Regions from separate parts of the Mus musculus genome. Here region 2 is linked to region 1. Evidence: chromatin contacts called from public HiChIP or PLAC-seq data. All regions are on one chromosome and are shown on one strand. Each heading gives the region's core, a stretch centred on a gene start, on an enhancer-like site or on the middle of the called end of the contact. The rest is flanking DNA. Distances are from core to core; before and after follow the strand shown. Region 1 overlaps Fan1 (FANCD2/FANCI-associated nuclease 1). Region 2 overlaps Apba2 (amyloid beta (A4) precursor protein-binding, family A, member 2).

Region 1 (4,713 bases), core at 304-2,803:
CACAGAGAAATACACACAGATATTCATACACAGATATACACACACACACACAAATAAACACACAGATACCTACACACATAAAAACAGACATACAGATATGCCCATATACAGAAAAACACACAGATACACACACATAGATATACACACACACACACACAAACACACACAAATGTCCACACACAGATACAGATACACACAGATATTCACACAAATACACATACAGATACACACACAAATACAGAAACACACACAGAAATACACAAAGATACACACACACACACACAAATAAACACACAGATACCTACACACATAAAAACAGACATACAGATATGGCCATATACAGAAAAAAACACAGAGATACACACACACACACAGAGTTAAAGAGGCAGAAAGGCTAAGTTTAACTCTACTCCCAAAACAGCGAGGAAGCAGGAAGCCTATGGAACCCGAGGGGGAGGGTAGAAATGGGCAAAGACCTCAGTCTTTTCGTTTGCACTAATAACTAAACAGGTACAACAATGTAAGTATAACACACACCACAGAATCATATCTAAAGTGGCGTAAAGGGCAAACTTTGCACACATTTTATCCTAATAGAAAAATGAGAGACGGGCAGGATGGCGCAGTAGGTAAACCCACTGCAGCCAAGCCTGAAAACTCAAATTTAGTCCTGGGACCCATATGGTGGGAGGAGAGAAATGACTCCCCACAAGTTCACCTCTGACCTGCCCATGTGCACACGCACATGCATACACATTCTAAATATACTTTAAAACTTTAAAGAAAAACTTAAAAACAAAACGAAACCAAAGCCCGAGGAACAAACGGAAGCTCAAGCCTGGGGAACTAATGATGGGTGTAAAGGAACCGAGACGGGCGAGCAGGACCCTGCCGCGTATGCTGGTCCTGGAGAGGGGACCTGGCGTGGGGAGGGGTGTGTCCCTGCACGTGTGCCCTGCAGACAGACAGAAGACACAGAAGACAGAGGATGTGGGCACAGGGTAACAGGAGCTGTGTGGATGGTACTAATGCACTGGGAAAGGGTTAAAAGGAACTAGAACTTTCTTAGCATCCATGAACAATGAGCTCAGCGGCCTGTCTGGCCCTATGACTGCGGCAAAGGTCTGCAGAACTGTGAACAAGGAGGGATGAGTAACATCCTCGGCCATGAGTACAGTGAGAGCCGAGAGGTAGCACAACAGACACACGTGCTCGCCTTCCCAGGCTGGGTGCTGGTCAGCCCCGCCCTGCTATGCAAGCCTTAGCGTGCAGCAGGAGGAAGAGGCCCCATTCCCACCTCCAGGACAGAGATCAGTTTCCGTTGGCTTTTCATGGGCACCAGAGGCAACAAGGTGCTGGTTTAGTAGAAAGCTGTGAAAAAAATCCTACGGCATACCTCCACATTCCATGGGCAATTTTTTCCAGCCCTCTTTCCCCCAGATTCACTAAATGTACCACTGGAAAAACAAATCCTCCCTGAGACACAGTCCCTTCCATTCAGTTCAAACACGGGGCTGGAATGGAGACAGTCGGGGAGGGAACCCACAGGCCGCCACACAAAGAGTCACTGTTACCAGCCTGGCTCAGAGGCAGTGGCCTCAAAGGCCCCACCCTGCCCAGCCACAGGAGTGACAGGATCTGTCTATTTCAAGTCCCCAAGTTCCCTGGGGCCTGCCAGAGAAGGTGGCCTGTTCAGAGATGGGGCAAAATGCCCTGCAGAAGCACAGAGGATACTCTTCAAGCACCTGCAGTGAGAAAAGGGAGAGACTGACTCCCATCAGCCTTTGTAACAAGAAGCACTGAGCAACAAGTCTATTAAGCCACCATCTCCAGCCCAGACTGTGGCTGAGACACAGAGACAGACAGAGACACAGAGAGAGAGAGAGGACAGAGACAGAAGAGAACCACTATGAACCTGCAGACAGCTGAGACACACCGGTCCTCTCTCTCCTTGATTGCATTTCCTGGAGCCCACTATCAACCCCTTTCCTCTTCCACTCAGAGCAGACAGACATCTCCTGCCTTCATTTAATGCTAGTGTTAGAATTACCCCTGCTTTCCTGGGGTAGGGGATGAGGTTGGAAGAAATCAAAGAATGTTAGCCAAAGGAAAAATATCTTCTAATTATATTTGGAAATTTCATTTATTAAGTTTTGATTTGACTATCACATTTGTTATATTAGTGGTTTCTAAAGTTTTTTATAAAAACTAAATATTTAAAGGCTTTTGTTTTTATCTGGAGTAATTTTTCCATGTGTTATAGAGAAATACATCACTATTAATAAAAACCATACATTTTACTATTTTTTCTCAGGACCATAAATTACTTTTTTGGTGATAGCACTAACACAGAAATTAATGGGAAAGGAGAAGGAAAGGGGGAAGTGGTGCAATTACATTTTAATTAAAGTAAAATAAATGGCCAGTACGGTGCACGCCTTTTACATCAGCAACGGAGAAGCAGAAGCAGGTGGATCTCTGGGTACTTGAAGCCAGCCTGCTATACATGGTGAGTTCTAGGACAGCCAGAGCTACACAGTGAAACTCTGTTCTGACAGACAGACAGACAGAGTTACACAGTGAAACTGTACCCCTCCAACAAACAAATAAGCTAATTAAAGGAAGGTGCTTTCGTAGGCTTTGGTAGCTCAGTGGCCAAGTGTTTGTTTAACTATGCCTTGAGTTCCATCCCCGGTGCTGAAGCACTTAGAGTTTGCCATTAAGAACCAAATAAGCAGCGGGGTATGCTGCCAGTACCTCTTCCAGACGCTTCAGGTGCTGGTGCAGGTTAAGAGCCAGGCGATCCCACCAGCGGCCTCTGCTGTCAGGACAATAGATTTTCTGAGACAAGAGGTTTTCAAGTTCCTTGACAGCTTCCTATGGCAACAATGAAAAGAAAGGTGGTTAGATGCTGGGAACATGGGTTCTAATCACAGTCAGACGCCAACAGGGTTGCTGAGGTCCATCTGCAGTGAAGGCCAAGGACCAGCCCTGACAGGCAGCAGTTTGAGATGTTCTCCTGTATGACCATAGCTGCCTGAGCACCTGTACTTGACCCCAGGTCTCTGCCTAGTGATGCTGAGCCCTCAGAGTCTGTGGGCAGGTGCTGGTCTTCTCCACGTCACCTCTGGCAGCCCAGCCACCCAGGGTCCTGGCTATGTACAGGGAGCTAAGCACTGGCTGGTGCTGCCATACCCTGACACTCTGGGAAGCCAGCAGGCTCTAGACCCTCTGAGATTTGAGGCACGCTGTCTGTCAGGAAGGACAGATGGAAAGGGACAGAGGAAGGGAGAGGAGTCCTTCAGTCTGGGATCTGGCTGTGAGTCAGAAACTTCAACACAACTGATGAAGCATAACTTGCCAGGAGAATGCTCCTGTCTTCCCAGAGTAAAAACAGCAAACCAGGTGCCCCTGACCTTCACCCTGCCCCAGCTGTGTACCCAACAAAGCCACCTAACAATGTCAAAGGGAATCTTTCTTAAGATAAGGGAAACACCTTGAATTAATTTAATTTCCAACTTTGCTTTACCTTTAAATCTTGTCAACTCTAATACGTTCCTTGTGAAATGGGGGAGCTTTAAGAGCTTCCGAATGACAGATGCGGCATCTTGTCCATGGATCGTCCTGGGATTCAGGGGAGCTAAGTCAAAGACCCAGCTTGCCATTTTCCCGTTGTAAAAAGCATATACTAATACAGAAATACCAGACACAGTAAAAGGGAACTCTGGGATGTCTTAAGCTAAGGATGTCACCAAATTATTATTTGCAGCTACATCTCTAGACAATACCCCACAGATGACAAGGGGGTACGAGCTTTTTACCCACAAGATCTAGGGTAACTGAGTCTCCCACCAAGCTCCGAGACCCAGGTAAGCTGAATGGGCTCCTCCCAGGCTCTGTGCATGGCCAGCGAGCCTTCCCAGTGAAGGGTGGAGGAGGGTGCTCTAACCTCGTACATGTGAAGCCTCTCTAGGACTTCAACAGCCCGAGAGGAAATCCTTGTGTAGATCCACCCGACGGTAAAGCAGCGCAGGAAGGGCGGCAAGGCCTCGTGGTACCTGAAAGGACAAGGCATGCCAGGGGTTAGTAACTGGGCTCATACAAACTGTAAAAAGTGACAAAATGTGGGATTTCTATCTTTGAGATGATATATTTCAATACTTTGAGTTGTGTGTTCCATTTTCTGGACTATAAAATTAGATCATCACAGCCAAGCCCCTGTCTCAGGATGCTAGGAGAGGTGAGAAGAGAAGACATAACAAGATTTAAAATGGAGGTCAGCATTTAAACCTCATCCACAAACCTGGACAAGTCTTCACATTTCCTAAAGCCTGCAGCAAACGGTGACTTTACCTTCTTCAAACATCATTTAAAAATACACTCTACTATTGACCCTTCTGTATATGTTGCCACGACTACTTGAAACTAAGTTCATTTTGTAACTGACATATAAACACACAGAAACTGCATGAGGCTCTAATACATGCCAACTCTGTATCCAAGGTGAACGTTAGACATTTTTCACTTCTGTTTTGGGGCAGTGTCTCAGTTGGGGTTATTGTTGCTGTGATGAAAAGCAATTTAGGGAGGAAAGCTTTTGTTTGGTTTACACTTCCACATCATTGTTCATCACTGAAGGAAGTCAGGACAGGAACTCAAGCAGGGCAGGCACCTGGAGGCAGGAGCTGATGCAGGGACCAGGGAGGGGTGCTA
Region 2 (4,860 bases), core at 2,101-4,600, 340 kb after region 1:
TTCCTTTTTGTTAGAAAATTAATCCATTACAAAAGCGAAATGTTAATTTAGTTATAGGACCTATATACTAGATAGTTACTTCGGCATCAAATGACTTTCTCCGTGTGTCTTATAATCACAATGCAAGATTGACACTTTGGGCACAAAACATGTTCCATATCTCAAAGTGGCTATACCTGGTGGCTCATGCCTTTGATCCTAGCTGTCAGGATGCAAGGGCAGGAGGATCTGTGTGAGTTTGAGGCCGGTCTGATCTACTACAGAGCAAGTTCAGGACAGCCAACACTATCTCATAAAACAAAACAAAACAAAACAAAACAAACAAAAAAAAGAGCCAAAAAATGACTAATGAAGAGGTTGTTATCAAGAATTTAAAAGTTTCTAACAACTCATTCATGTGATAAATGTTTTTCCAGAATTTATAGAGACTTTATTTTTAAAGTACCAGCTCCTTTATCAACTACTTTGCCAGTGAGTCTCAAACACCTAATTCTGAAACAGTACTGGAAATAACCAGTGAATTTTTCAGACTTCCCTTGAGTTTCAAGAAGCTGTAGCTATAAACTACAGTCATAAAGTCCAAAATAAAATTATCCCATTAATCTTTTCAGTATCTTAAAAGTATCGGTGGAGATAAATTATGAACTTTAAAAATCTAAACTTTAAGCTGGGCAGTGGTGGCACATGCCTTTAATCCCATCACTCGAGGCAGAGGCAGAGGCAGAGGCAGAGAGGCAGAGAGGCAGAGAGGCAGAGAGGCAGAGAGGCAGAGAGGCAGAGAGGCAGAGAGGCAGAGAGGCAGAGAGGCAGAGAGGCAGAGAGGCAGAGAGGCAGAGAGGCAGAGAGGCACAGGCACAGATGTCTATGAATTTGAAGCCAGGCTGGTCTACAGAGGGAGTTCCAGGATGGCCAGGGCTACATAGAAAAACTCTGTCTCAAAAACTAAAAGCAAAAAACAAAACAAAACTATATATAATTTGATATATCTCATATCAGATACTATATATAAGTGCAACTGTATCAGGATGTGTCCTCATAGTAAGTCCAGGACTGTCCAGGGCTGTCTTTATGTGGTGTGTTGGGGTCAACAGCTGTCACAGTGTATGCTGTCAAAATATAGCAATGTGGTTTTGTTCACATAGCAAGTGGCACATGTCTTAGGTTGGCCATGGTCTAATGTGAGGCTCTCTCTGCCTTCCTTTCCACAGTGGCTGCTTCCAGGTAACAATGGCTGTGTGAGCGTCTGCCATGGCCCACCGCAAGCGTCAGAGCACTGCAAGCAGCATGCTGGACCACAGGGCCAGGCCAGGTCCTATCCCCCATGACCAGGAGCCTGAGAGTGAGGACACAGAACTGCCTCTGGAGAGCTATGTACCCACAGGCCTGGAGCTGGGCACTCTGAGGCCAGAGAGCCCCACGCCCGAGGAACAGGAGTGCCACAACCATAGTCCTGATGGGGACTCCAGCTCTGACTATGTGAACAACACATCTGAGGAGGAGGACTATGACGAGGGCCTCCCTGAGGAGGAGGAGGGTGTCACCTACTACATCCGCTACTGTCCTGAGGATGACAGCTACCTGGAGGGCATGGACTGTAATGGGGAGGAATACATAGCACACGGTGCACATCCCGTGGACACCGATGAGTGTCAGGAGGCGGTGGAGGACTGGACGGACTCAGTGGGCCCTCATACTCATAGCCACGGGGCTGAAAACAGCCAGGAGTACCCAGATGGCCACCTGCCTATCCCAGAGGATGACCCTACTGTCCTGGAGGTCCATGACCAGGAAGAAGATGGCCACTACTGTTCCAGCAAGGAGAGCTACCAGGACTATTACCCCCCAGAGACCAATGGGAACACAGGTGGCGCCTCCCCCTATCGCATGAGGCGTGGGGATGGGGACCTAGAGGAGCAGGAGGAAGACATCGACCAGATAGTGGCTGAGATCAAGATGAGCCTGAGCATGACCAGTATTACCAGTGCCAGCGAGGCCAGCCCTGAGCACATGCCGGAGCTGGATCCCGGGGATTCCACTGAGGCCTGTCCACCCAGTGACACTGGCCATGGACCCGGTAGGCAAGAAGCAAGGCCCAAGTCGCTGAACCTTCCCCCTGAGGTTAAGCACCCTGGAGACCTCCAGAGAGGACTCAAGACCAAGACCAGGACCCCAGAGGAGAGGCCAAAGTGGCCCCAAGAGCAGGTATGCCTTAACTACCTCCAGGGAAGGGGTGGCCCTAGAGAGTATGATATCACCCAGTAGGTAGTGAAGCCCATGGTGGGGGTGGGGGTGATGACAGGTGGAGGGGTGGGGTGGGGTAGGGGGAGCTAGCAACTATCCAGTTGACACTGTGAATTAAGTTAATTGTTCAGTAACTGTGATGATCAAGGAATGTCTTGTCACCTTAAGGAATCCATCCCTTAAATTCAGGAACCCATACCACCAAAGGGCTGATTGGCAGCTCTGATCTCCTAGGAAATGCCCTGAACCCAGGCTGTATTCCACTGCCTGACTCAGCTCACGATAGGAGAGGATCCATGCTACTCTTCTGATTCCCTGAGGTGGCCTCCTCAGGCCATCAGGACCCTGGTCAGGATGGCAGTAAAGGGATGCAGGCATTCACATACTTCCCTACCTCACAGTGCCCATTGCAACGTCTCCAAAGCCATCTTGACCCCATGGGCGCTTAGTTGTGAGAAACTACTGTCTTGGAAAAAGAAATCACTATTTCGAAATGTGACCAAGTCATAGAGAAGAAGTGCATACTAACACGAGGGATAGAACCACAATCATTCTTTATTTCAGTTACATCAAAGCAAGTATGTAGTCTAATAAACACATCTGAAAAACCACCATCCCACCCCACCCCCACACAAAACAGAAAAAGAAATCACTGTGAGCGTGTACAGGGAGATGTAATTACTGGATTTGTATAAAGGACTTCTCTTTGGCCCATTATATGGACAGCTTTCCTGGTTTGTAAAGCCTTAATTATTTTCCCCCAGAAGATTTCATGAGTTTGAATATTTATTCAATACATACTGAATTGAACACACACACACACACACACACACACAGGGGTGAAAGCTGGTGCTTGGAATGTAAATCACGTTGATTTGCTATGGGATTCGCCACACATTTCGGTGCCTTTTATTCTCATTGAGTTAGTAATTGCCAGCTGACTTCACTTTTGGGGTGCCCTGTCATCGACAGCAGTTCTGCCTTCATGGGGAGGGGCATACTGTGAGGCATAAACTCTATTGTACTCGTAAATGTTGGAGGCAGGGGCTTGGGACTCTGGTCTGGGCTTCAGGCCAAAATACCCACATTTTTATTCATTCGTTTTCAGAACACGAGCTTCTCCCCAACAACAGCGATGGCACTGCAGGAATGGGCGTGGGTCGTAGATCATGTGACACACTGTGCTTTGTTGTAATAAGTGGCCTCCCCATCAAAGGTCCGTCAGGAAAAAAATTATCTTGGAACCTGGTACGGAGTTAGAACACCTGGGTGCTGTTCTGTTGTGTTTCACTTTCCTTCATGATAACCAGATGAATGAATGAAGGTGAATAGAATTCCATAGACCTTTGGATTAGAGTGCTTGGGGCACGCGCATACATGTGCGCGCGTGTGCGTGTGTGTGTGCGTGTGCGTGTGTGTGTGTGTGTGTGTGTGAATGCAAATGGTTAAATAAATGAGTGTTGGTGGCAGGTGGAACTGGGGGACGTCTCAAGCCATCATGGGAGACAAAAATGAAATCTGTTCTTTCAGAGAAAGGTGTTGAATGGAAAAGCAGGTACTTCAATCTCTCAGCCCACGGTGTCCTTAAAGCAATGTTCTTAGCCAAGACATTGGAAAAACTTCTGAGAGCCAGTTAATGATTATATTCGGTTCTTTTGTTGTTTTGTTATTATTGCTTTTGTAGTCATGCATTCATTAGTTTGTCTGTCCATCCATGGACTAATCCTGTCCAGAGAGAGCCTAGAGGACCTAGCTCCAGACTGCCCAGGCCCCCAGGAATGAACGAGCTGTGTGCTCCTCTGGAAGGCTCTGTTGGGTCTTGCCATGCAGATGAGTTGTATATCCTGTTGTCCCGAGTTGCTCATCTCACACTAGGAATTCTGAATTTGGGCCATTAACATCCACTGGTGAATAAATTGAGCCATAAATATCCACTGGAATCACCTTGGAAACCAGATTCTCTAGAAAATGCACAGCGCTGGATACTTCGAAGGTGCTTCATTTGAAATCACAGCTGTGTTCCTAAAAGGAATCTTACTCCCCTGGGGACAGACAAGCTGTGCCAGGAACAATCAAAAGCCTGGTCTAGGACAGAGAGTCAGAGTCAGAGTGTCTGAGGCCCCTACCCAGTTCCTGGAGCCCCATCTGTGTGTTTAGTGCGGCACTGCCTAGAACCAATGTTACAGCAGAAATGAATCAGGAGGCAGGGGGTTGCGGGGGTGGGTTGGAGCAACCACCCTGGCCTCCTGGTAGACTTTCTCTGTAAAACTTGCCCTTGGCCTATAACATGGGCCCAACAGGGGGCACCCCAGAACTACCTGTTTGCAATTCAACAAGATGGCACATTCAAATCGGAGAAGCATTGCTGTGGAAGTCCAACTGGAGGGACATGGTAGCATCCCTTATCTCTCCCCTACTTGTTTTAAAGCTTAAAAATTATAGTCAGTGTTAGTTTTTGAAGTATGGTTTGAGTGTCTCTAATCTGAAATAGAGTCCTAAATACTCTAAAGCTGGTTTCTTGAGTGCTGACATAAGGCTATAGCAGAAACTATCACACCACCACCCTGAGACAGGCCACGATCAAAGCACAAGTGTGTTAGGTTACCCCCCAACCCCCGC

Evidence for each region. HiChIP or PLAC-seq counts read pairs in DNA pulled down with a chosen protein or histone mark.
Region 2: an H3K27ac HiChIP or PLAC-seq map of oligodendrocyte precursor cells shows a contact between it and region 1, with 3 times the contacts expected there. The contact joins two enhancer-like sites. A contact is called at or near these places in 1 of 39 promoter capture datasets (hippocampal neurons) and 2 of 115 datasets of contacts at active chromatin or transcription factors (embryonic forebrain and oligodendrocyte precursor cells).

What each region holds. Positions count from the first base shown.
Region 1 is chr7:64,359,183-64,363,895 of GRCm38.p6, forward strand. Fan1 (FANCD2/FANCI-associated nuclease 1) reads right to left here. Exons shown (of 14, transcript NM_177893.4): 7 at 3,950-4,058; 8 at 2,758-2,877. Among named protein-coding and RNA genes, the nearest start is that of Fan1, 13 kb to the right of the region's middle. Within about 2 kb of position 1,554, at least 81 of the 459 cell types and tissues checked have an H3K27ac peak or open chromatin away from gene starts, as enhancers often do. A contact at or near this core is called in oligodendrocyte precursor cells, where this site is marked.
Region 2 is chr7:64,693,816-64,698,675 of GRCm38.p6, forward strand. Apba2 (amyloid beta (A4) precursor protein-binding, family A, member 2) reads left to right here. Exons shown (of 15, transcript NM_001291166.1): 4 at 1,209-2,202. The coding sequence starts at 1,249. Among named protein-coding and RNA genes, the nearest start is that of Nsmce3, 180 kb to the right of the region's middle. Within about 2 kb of position 3,351, at least 30 of the 459 cell types and tissues checked have an H3K27ac peak or open chromatin away from gene starts, as enhancers often do. A contact at or near this core is called in oligodendrocyte precursor cells, where this site is marked.